3 separate regions of the Gossypium arboreum genome follow, and regions 2 and 3 are each linked to region 1. Evidence: chromatin contacts called from public Hi-C data. All regions are on one chromosome and are shown on one strand. Each heading gives the region's core, a stretch centred on a gene start, on an enhancer-like site or on the middle of the called end of the contact. The rest is flanking DNA. Distances are from core to core; before and after follow the strand shown. Region 1 holds the start of LOC108464238 (NAC domain-containing protein 54-like). Region 2 holds the start of LOC108464034 (zinc finger CCCH domain-containing protein 37). Region 3 holds the start of LOC108463685 (metacaspase-4).

Evidence for each region. Hi-C and Micro-C count contacts between places; a contact is called where the count stands out from the background.
Region 2: a contact with region 1 is called in a Hi-C map of leaf, with 1.7 times the contacts expected there. The contact joins the promoter of LOC108464034 here to the promoter of LOC108464238 in region 1. A contact is called at or near these places in 2 of 5 Hi-C or Micro-C datasets (both in leaf).
Region 3: a contact with region 1 is called in a Hi-C map of leaf, with 2.6 times the contacts expected there. The contact joins the promoter of LOC108463685 here to the promoter of LOC108464238 in region 1. A contact is called at or near these places in 2 of 5 Hi-C or Micro-C datasets (both in leaf).

Annotation. Positions count from the first base shown.
Region 1 is chr13:106,827,470-106,830,818 of ASM2569848v2, forward strand. It overlaps LOC108464238 (NAC domain-containing protein 54-like), which reads right to left and starts at 1,466. Exons shown (of 4, transcript XM_017764418.2): 1 at 1,177-1,466; 2 at 807-1,087; 3 at 1-144. The coding sequence starts at 1,333.
Region 2 is chr13:107,041,755-107,045,103 of ASM2569848v2, forward strand. LOC108464034 (zinc finger CCCH domain-containing protein 37) reads left to right here and starts at 1,635. Exons shown (of 12, transcript XM_017764100.2): 1 at 1,635-2,025; 2 at 2,753-3,000. The coding sequence starts at 1,851.
Region 3 is chr13:106,999,313-107,002,661 of ASM2569848v2, forward strand. It overlaps LOC108463685 (metacaspase-4), which reads right to left and starts at 1,541. Exons shown (of 2, transcript XM_017763580.2): 1 at 1,051-1,541; 2 at 1-594. The coding sequence starts at 1,396.

The DNA of each region.
Region 1 (3,349 bases), core at 216-2,715:
AGTATTGAAATTCTCATCTTCAACTTCAGCTTCTCTCCCTCTTGAGATTTCATCACCAAATGATTGATTATTCTCAACAGCAGCTCCTTTTGTTTTAGGGATTTGAATGTTTTTCTTGAAGATGCGACATAAAGAATAAGAGTCCTGCTCAATTTGCAACAGCAAGTAAAATATACAGATATGTAGAAAATTAAACAGTAAAATGCAGAAGTGTTTAAAAGAATATTAGAAAGAGGTAAAAAGAAGGAATAAATTAAAAGAAAGGAAGATCACCAGCTATACATACCTATAAAGTGTGCAAGATTAAAACCAAAGACTCTTTCAAAAGAAACCGAAATTGGAAATCATAAATATTAATATAAATTACTAGCTTATGGACTTTTTTACTGTTCACCATAAATAACATTTAGTAATTTGATATTCACTCAAGAAATTATATTTCAGGAATTATTTTCCTTAATACAAAGACATGTTTGATAATGATTTTGCATAAAACAAAATTCATGCATCTTCTCTAAATTTGATAATGATTTTGCATAAAACAAAATTCATGCATCTTCTCTAAACCCTACTTATAATCATTAGTTTATTAATAATTTTATTTTGTTTTAACAAAAGTGAAAAAGACCTTGAAATCAAATTTACTTTGACAAGTTCAGATCTACTTTTATAACCAAATTAGTGAGCTAAAACCCTAGTGAAGAATACTAATGTTATACAAGATGAACATGAAACAATAGTATAATAAGAATAAATTAACATAAACACAAGTCGAATATGATATATGGATTGTAGTAGTAAGGTACCTTTAGACTGGAAGGAGCTGTGGGAGAAGCGGAGTGAAGTAAGCGATATTCATGCATAACCCAATTAGTTCTGATGCCGTGGGGAGCCCTACCTCTATAATAAACCAAAGTCTTCTTCATACCCACCACCGCTTTCGACGTCTGCACCGCCCTATCCTTGCCAGTGGCTTTCCAGTAGCCGCCACGCGTTGCCCTGTTGGTTCTCGACCCATTCGGGTATTTCTTATCCCTGGGGCTGTAGAAGTACCATTCCATGTCTTTGCTGGGCAAAAACGACTTATCTGTTGGTTTAAAATCGATGTCAAGAGTTAGAAGGCAGCAAAAAGCACAGAAGCGGGTCATGAATGAATGAATGATTATAATAGAATACCTGGTAAATCCCAAGGCTCACATTTATAGAGATCAACCTCAGGGATAATCTCAAGCTCAATGGTGCGACCGCTGATTTTCCTATCCAGGTAGTAAGCGACAAGCTCTTCATCAGTTGGGTGAAACCTGAAACCAGGAGGGAGAGTCATGGGAGCCATGGCACTTGTGTCTCAACACGGAATTTATTTTAGAATGTAATACAACAGAGCAGAACAGAACATGCACTATTTAACTAGCTTCTACCATGTTCAACTATATTTATATAGAGAGGCCACTGTTACAAATATAATTAATGGCAAAAAACAATTAGGCCTTAGATGTTGGCTTATATTACATGCTTGCCATTCAAGCTGGCAACAAAACATTTTCTTCACTATTTTAAGATCCTAGATTCACATTGTAATTATGGGACGTGATCTGAGGGGGCCAGACTTTAGTCCCTTGCATTTTTTCACTAACTTTAATATGCTTTACATAATCAGTTCAAAATATAGTAAGATTCGGAGAAAACGAGATTTATCTGTTTTTTTTTTTTTTGTTTACATCAATTTCTTTTTACTCTTTTAAATTTTTTTTATAAATATAATTCCATTAACTAAAATGGGGTTGAAACAAAGAGAATATGATAAATCAGAAGTTAGGGTTTGGCAGATTCTGTGTGTAAGTGAGATGGTGAGAAAAGTGAAAAGAAAAGCCATTGGGGGAGGATATGAAGGATAAGAAGCTTCTGCTTTTGTCTGCTCACATACTAACAAAAATCAGGGTTCATCTCTAAAAAGGTAGGGTGGGCCACTAAGCCCTCCATATCTTACTACACGCAATACTAAACCTATACCCCTATGCCTACACCTATTATGTCTTGTATTTTAAGAATAGTTTTTAAAATACTTTTAATTTTGAAAAATAAAATCACATTTTCATTTTAAAATTCAATCCATATTTAACATTGTTAAAAGGTATTTGATACAAATCACCTGGATAATCCTTTTTTTCTTAATATTATTCACAAAGATTACCTAAATCCATCCTTTTATATTTCAATACATCCACTATCAAGTTAATCTCAACATCAACTCTTCCTTACATAGATTAGTATTTATTTTATCACATTCTTTTATATATTAAATAAATTTATTATATATTTTCATATTATTATAATATGATATTTTAACTTAATGCATTCGATAAAATCACGGGTTATCATTAAAATTTATATAAAATATTTTTTAATAAAAGAAAATGACATGGAGTAATAAAATAAGAGATCTACCTTCAAAAAAATAAAATAAGAAATATGCATTCAATTAATGGGATAAGGTTTGTCCTAAAATAAAAATTAATATTTTAATTATAATAATACTATGTTAAATGTAATATCAAATTTGTGAATCATATAATAAAATTTTACATTCTAATCAAATGAACCAAACAATTTAATATAACATACCCAGTAATATGCTAATTAAGTAATCCTACATTCAACTAATAATGTAATATTATTACTTGTAGTAATCTTCCATCTCTTGAATCAAATGCCTCTTTAATATTTTTCATTAATATTTGTCATTAATACATTCATGTTTCAAGATTGGTAATTGGAACATCTGTTTTTTTTTTTAAAGGGATAATTTAGTTGATTGAGTCTTAGCTTGATTGGTATGAACATTGTTATCAATGTAGGCGGTGTGGGTTCTAGTATACTGAAGCGCATTTTCCTTCTATTTATGAGTTGGGGAAGGGTTATGGATAGTTTTAGACATTGTGTCAAAAATAGCAGATACGATCAAAAACTTATAATGAGATTATTAAGAAAAGGGATAATTTATGATAAAATAAAATTAACATAATATTTTCTCTATTAAGTGATAAGTAGCTATCTACCTACTTATTTTATTGAACTTTTATTTTTGTGAAAAATTTTATATTAAGTAAAAAATTAAAATGATTATCAAATATTTTTAAAATATTAAATGTTAAAATTTTTCTTTTCAATAAAATAAAAAAATTTAATTATTTATGAAACAAGTATAAAAAATCCCACGTATTATAACTAAAATAATATCTATACATGAATGGTTAATATCCACATTAAATTTGCAACACATGAATAGTTATGAGTTTATTATATTTTCTTGCTCAAATGAATTTATTATATTTAAACAATGTTGGTAGCT
Region 2 (3,349 bases), core at 385-2,884, 210 kb after region 1:
TTTATAATTATTAAGTATTTTAAGTTATTTAAGAGTTTTATGTCGATAAGAAAGCTTAATTTAAAACTACTTTTTGTTTAGGCTAATTAGAGTTCTAATATACTTAAGAGTTTTTTTTTAATTTTATTTAGCTAGCCTAGTTGTACCCAATTCAATCAATTCATTATTATTCAACTTCTCTTTTGAGTTTTCTTTTCAAGAATTTCTCTTGAGTTTTTTTAGAAGAGTTTTAACAATCTTTTTAAATTGTGGGGATCATCTTCAAACTTTTTTTGGCCAAGGTTTCTATCTTTGAGGGGAAATTAGAGCCACTTGAAGGGGGTTGTGAAATCTTCGTGTTTTCAAGGCTTCTTAAAACTTCTACATATCACGTTCTATTTTTTCCATCTATTTTTTTTATTTTCTTCTTTATTATTCCAATATTTGATTTATTGTTCTATTTATTATCTTAGTTATTTATTTTATTTTATTTGGATTTGATTGTGTTTTAGGTTGTGTCAAAATCTAAGTTTCTTTCCGAACGTCTAGAGCCCTAAGTCAAGTCTGTGACTTGAACAAACTTTACAATCTACTTCCGCATTCATCTGCACTCTTCCATATCAATTTGACAAAATTCTCAAAATTTATTTTGCAAATATATATAAAGAAAACATATAATAACACTAAAATTAAGAACCAGAGATGCAAAAATACCCAATTTCAGAGTGTTGATAGAAAGGTCAGAGTAAGGCTTCTTCTTGGAGTTGTAGAGTTGAGAAGTTAACAGGTTGAAGAAGAAAAAGAAGAAGAACAAAAACAAAAAGCAACAACCATGTTTCCTTTAAGATGAAATTGCAAATGATTTAGGTTTTTGAAAACTATTTTGAAAAACCTAAAGCAGATTCATTTAGGTATTTTTCCCCTAGTTTAGAGAAGAGAGAAAAATAATGAATGCAGAATGGAGGTGGGGTTAGATGCATGATGAACATGTGTTTGAGGATCAAATTGATTGAATTTGTAAATGTAAAGAGTTAAATTTGTTAAATTATTTAAAATTTAACATCTAGGGGTGTTCAAACTTCAGTTAAAACTGAATTAACCGACCGAACCGATTTAATTCAGTTAATCGGTAGACTAACAGATCTAGTTCAGTCAGAAGCCGGTTAAAGGTTTTTTGAAATTTCGATTAATGGTTAATTTAGTTAATCACCCGATTCGAACTGAATTAACCGAACTTAATAAATAATATTATATATATTATATGTATTAGGCTATTACTAGTTCGGTTAATTTAATCAAATGAACATTATAAATTTATTTATTTTATATGTTTTATACTTGATTAAACCAAAAAAAAATATAAATTTCGGTTCAGTTAATTTTTTTTTTAATTTTAGTTCGATTAACCATTTAAACACCTCTAATCACATTAACACTTTTGTTAACAATTTACGGGTGATCAAAACAAAATAAAAATAAATCAGTAACAAAATTAGAAGTTTTTATAGTTGAAAACAAATAATTATAATTTACCCTTAAATAAAATAAATACACATCATTTTCTCTCGTTTAACCATGCTTTCTTTTGCTTTGATTTGATTTCTTTTATTTTCCTAGGAAAAATATAATTCGAACTTTAAAAATAAATTTTACAAATTTCTATTTCGTTTCTGATAATAATTTTCAGAGCGTATTGAGCTACGCTGACCTACCGCGCGGCATTACTGCTGTTACCGGGGTGCCTTCGAAAATAATAAAAAGGAAAAAAAAGAATCTAAAAATGAAGAAAATATAATTTCAGACATTTAATTCAGCAGTGAGTGTACGGCATAGTTAAAATTTTGTGAATTAGGGTTAGTAGCAGTGGCCAAATGGCCAACCAGTTTTACGGTTACTCATCCCCATCACCTTCCGCCTCCACTCTCCACCGTTATCTGGACTCCGACGCCGCGTCTCAGTCTCAGTCTCATTTGCTTCAACAACTCCACCCCTCCGCTGCTGCCGCTGCCGCTGCTGCCGCCTCACTCATCAAACGCCCCTCTCAAGGTGACCAAACTACTGCTGCTTTTATTTCCGGATTGCTTACACAAATCTGATTCTCAGTTTAATTTCTTTCTTTCTTTCTTATTAATTGTGTTTGAATGTTTTTCTTGTTATGAAGCTACAATCTTAGATGCCGTAGTTCGTTAAGAATATTGATGGGAAGGGTGATCTTTAGCGGTAACCTTTACTTGTATTTTGAACTTTAGATTAGCTCTTTTTCTGTCTACTAAATGATTTTGATGCCGTTATAATCATACCAACTACTCAACTATGATCCCTGCATATTTTTGTCGTTCCTCACTGAAGGGAGCAATGATGACATGATTATTGAGCTTATTCCTATACTAACATTTCTACTTTTCACTCTAATATGGTGTTTAATCTAATGCAATCTGGGAAGGGAACCCACGGGCTTTTGGCCTGAATCAGCTTGTTCAAAATATTGACTCCACTTTATATATGTATTTTTTGTACAATTATTTCAAGTCATCTAGATCCGTATTTAACTGTTAACAACGTTAGGTATCTCCCAGTACCTCTAATTAATTCTAGAGTTTAGTAATATTTTCAAATTAAAAGTTTAAAGTATTTGTAATTAACACTGTTATTTGGTATATAATTGCCAAACTATTATATCTTCTTTATATAAAAGCATTTTTTTTATGTTAAACTTATATTATTAACGTATATATTTCCTCTTTTTGTTGTATATAACTACTATGTACTATAGTTCTCTACCATCAGAATGTTTTGGATGCCCAAAACACACTTGGGCAGATTGAAGCTTGGTATTCTGCTAGCTCTTTAGTCAAGCGACCTAGATTGGAGAGTGCAAGCAATTTACCTATATATCCTCAAAGGCCAGGAGAAAAGGATTGTGCTCATTATATGCTCACAAGAACCTGTAAGTTTGGAGATAGCTGCAAGTTTGACCATCCTATTTGGGTTCCTGAGGGTGGAATCCCATATTGGAAAGAGGTGACCTTTATTGCCATCTTTTACACCAATGATAATGAATCTTACTGGAGTTTACCTATAGAAATTACTTTTCTTTGGGTACAATATAAACATTACTATTTGAATGAAATTTTATTTTCAACTTTTATATATTACACATTTTTATATTAATAAGAAAAGTATTATCATATAAATGTTACTTATCGCCTTTAAAGTATATGATTGCTGCTATTATGCATGGATAAGCATATTTATGAGGCTTGTCTGATTATGTATTTAGTTTTACCAGTATTTAAAAGATTTTGTACTACTATAGCATTATGCTTGCATGTTTTATAAAATTCAATCAGTATACTAAACTATATCTAGT
Region 3 (3,349 bases), core at 291-2,790, 170 kb after region 1:
GTGCCGGTTTCCCGTATCCTTCGTCATCATCCAGCTTTTGTTTAAGAAACTGTAGTGCCAGATTCCCAACCTTCCCCATGAAACCACCCCCTTCACCGTCATCACCACTCCCCTGCAGTTTGGTCATAATGATGTTCATAAACTTCTTCACTTTGGGGCTTGCATCTTCGCCGAACATATCAAAAAGGGTTGGCCTTAGCTTCCCAACATCAATATCATCTTTGCCAGTTTTCTGCTTGAGCATTTCAATTAGAGTTGAGAGGGGCAGAGATCTGCTTTTGACGTAGCCACTGTCATCATAGTCTTCATTCACTCCCCTGTCATCCACCTCTTCCTTATCATGGTGGTGATCGCGGTGGCGTAATCTAGAAGGAACATGAATTCCACGAGATTCAAATGCATCTTGTACAGTGTGGTGCAAGAAGCTCCTGAACCCACCTGAACCTGATTCTGATTCTGAATCTTGGGGCTTAGAGCTATCACCTATTTGCTCTTTGGCCTCATCAATCAATCCCCCACTGTGGCATGAATCTGATACGATTGTAATGCGGCTACCTTTTGGGACTTTATCCACCAACTCTCTGAAATCATCATCTGTTCACAATCAAACACCACCATTGACCTTTTATCAACTCATTAACCACACCATAGACAAACCATGGGAATAATTATCTATCTAGATCGATCAAAGCAGGTTTTACAAACCAATAAGTCAGATAACACAGAATTCCAGAACTCAGACCCTATAATCCAAAGCATTTATGTTTCTTTAGCAATACAATGGAGTATGAGGAGTGCGTGGTTGTTAACCAGAGTCAAGCCCACGATCGTATCCACAAATTCAGTCAAAACCCCAAAAAGTATGGATCATACATATTACTCTTTCTTTTCTTCTATTTTCATTTCCAAAAGTATCAGTAACAGAAGAACTGGAATGCCTGAGTCTAACAAGGACACCCTAAACTAGAACAAAACTAAATCTGATGATGAGAAATACGGATCTATAACCTATGGCATGCATAGTGAAAAGAGAGAGAGAGAGAGGAAAACCAGTGATGAGATTCATATCGCAGGGGACGATGCACTCATCGTAGCCAGTATCATCATCGTCCCCAGTCTCAGCAGGAAGCCTAGTCCCATGGCCACTGTAGTGCACAAACAGAAAATCCCCAGGCTCAGCCGATCTCACAAGATCATTCAAAGCCCTTCTGATGTTCTTCCCTGTGGGTTGATCATAAGAATTATCGGTGTCTATCAATACCGTGATGTCTTCTTCAGAGAATCCATAGCGTTCTGTAAGGCATTTGTACATTCTCTTCACATCGTTTATGCAGCCTTTCAGTTCAGCCTTTGTACCTGGATAGTTGATTCCAATCAACACAGCTTTCTTCCCCATTGAATTCTGGTTGTTTTTGCTTTGATCAAAAGATGGAAGATTTCAGAAAATAGCTTTTGTCTTTTGTAGAGGGAGATGATTGACTCTTGGTTGGCAAATATTAATGTATTGCTGTTATTTATCATTTATCATCATTTTTTGTATGCCTTTGTAACGCGTAATTAGAGTTTTCATGGGCCTAGAGGCCCGAAAAGTGAGGGTCTAGAAAAAAAAAACTTGAGAAATGGATCCAGGTAAAAAAAAAACTCGAGCTTGGCCCAATCTGGCTCTAATTTATAAAAAAGAAATTTTGTTATTTTCTCACTGATTTACTACAATTTCATAATTATGTTGCTGTTATTTTATTATTATTATTTGAGTATTATATAACTCTTATTTTATTATCAATTCTACTACTATTTTAAAAGTGTTTACTTGTTAAGTTACATCTATCTTAGTGTTATTTATGTATAAAGACTTTTTAAATTTACTTTCAATTTATTGGGGAACATTTATTTTAATATTTTTAGTATATTTGATGTATTATATTTTAAAAATTATATAAAAAATTTTAATCAAAAAATTTTAATATGGCGGGGCCGAACTAAGTCTGGGTTTTAGCATTTTTATCTAGGTTGGGCTTGGGCAAAAATTTAGGCCCATTGTTCTGGTTGAGCCCAGCTCAGGCATATCAATTAAGTCTAAAATTTTGTTAGGCCCGACCCGAACCATGGATATGTCTACGCGTAAATATAGTTCTAGTATTTATTAAGTTACCTAATGGGGAATTAAATTCCACATTGATTTCTTTCTAATATTTTTATTAATTTTTAATTTGATATATTTATTAAGTAACTGAATAAATGGACATAATTAAATTACCTTGGGATACTTTATTTTAGACTTAATTGAATTTTAATATCAAAAACATTAGGTGCAAAGCTAGAAAATCATTTTGGGGTCAAAATTAAATTGTATATTTTACGATAGTATAAATATAATTTCACTCTTTAATAGTCTATATATTTATAATTTTTAAAGGATCAAACTAAATTTTTATAATTTTGGAGGGTTAAAGTGCATTTTACTATTATTAATTTAAAATTTTATAAATTATAAAGGAGTTTAAATGAAAAATTTTCCATTTTAGGGGGAACTGAGGCCCCTACTAGTCCCCCTAGCTTTGCCACTAACAAACATTAAGTGCACATAACAAAATATAATATCCATCATTTATTATAGTGAATTTGCAAACGCGAGATATGATGATTGAGTAAATGCTTAAAGAATTCTAATACTCTTAAGAATTCAACTTACAATGGATGAGATACAAATGAGGGGGAAGCTCTTTATTTATAGTTGAGCTCCCCCAAAATCAACGGTCAAGATCAAATTACATCGACGGACGAGATTAACCTATCTATTGATTTTATGGATTTACAAGATTACATCATATCAAATCAAATCTACAAGATATGGTTCCCATATTTACTAAAAATAGCCTATGTTGTCATATCTTTATTATCCGGTCAACCAGGCTTCAATCTGACAAGCTTCTCCAACAGTTCTTGGAGTCGGGCTAGTTCTTGTGGGCTAAATGATCCCCGTCTAATCGATAGACCTCCATGGGGAGTATCCTATGCCATGGTCACGGGCTTTACACTTTGGCCCGTGACATTCTCCCCCAACCATTCTCGCAACGCCCTTGTTGCGACTTCCAAATGACACTGACTTGATTCACCTTGGAACTCTCTCGTTGCCTTGGCTTCTTCTGGTCTTGTCTTGCAGTCGGGTTGTCCCTTCCTTCGGAACCTTTGCCTCAGCTTCCGTCGCTTCTTAACTTGAACCGTTGCACTCGTTGGTACATCTCATTGGTAAGAAGTCTCCATTTTAACTTGCCCCAATTTTGACTTGTTCCTATTGGAATCCTTTTGATTCTCGCATCTTGGCTTCGTACTGCCCATAGTCCCTCGG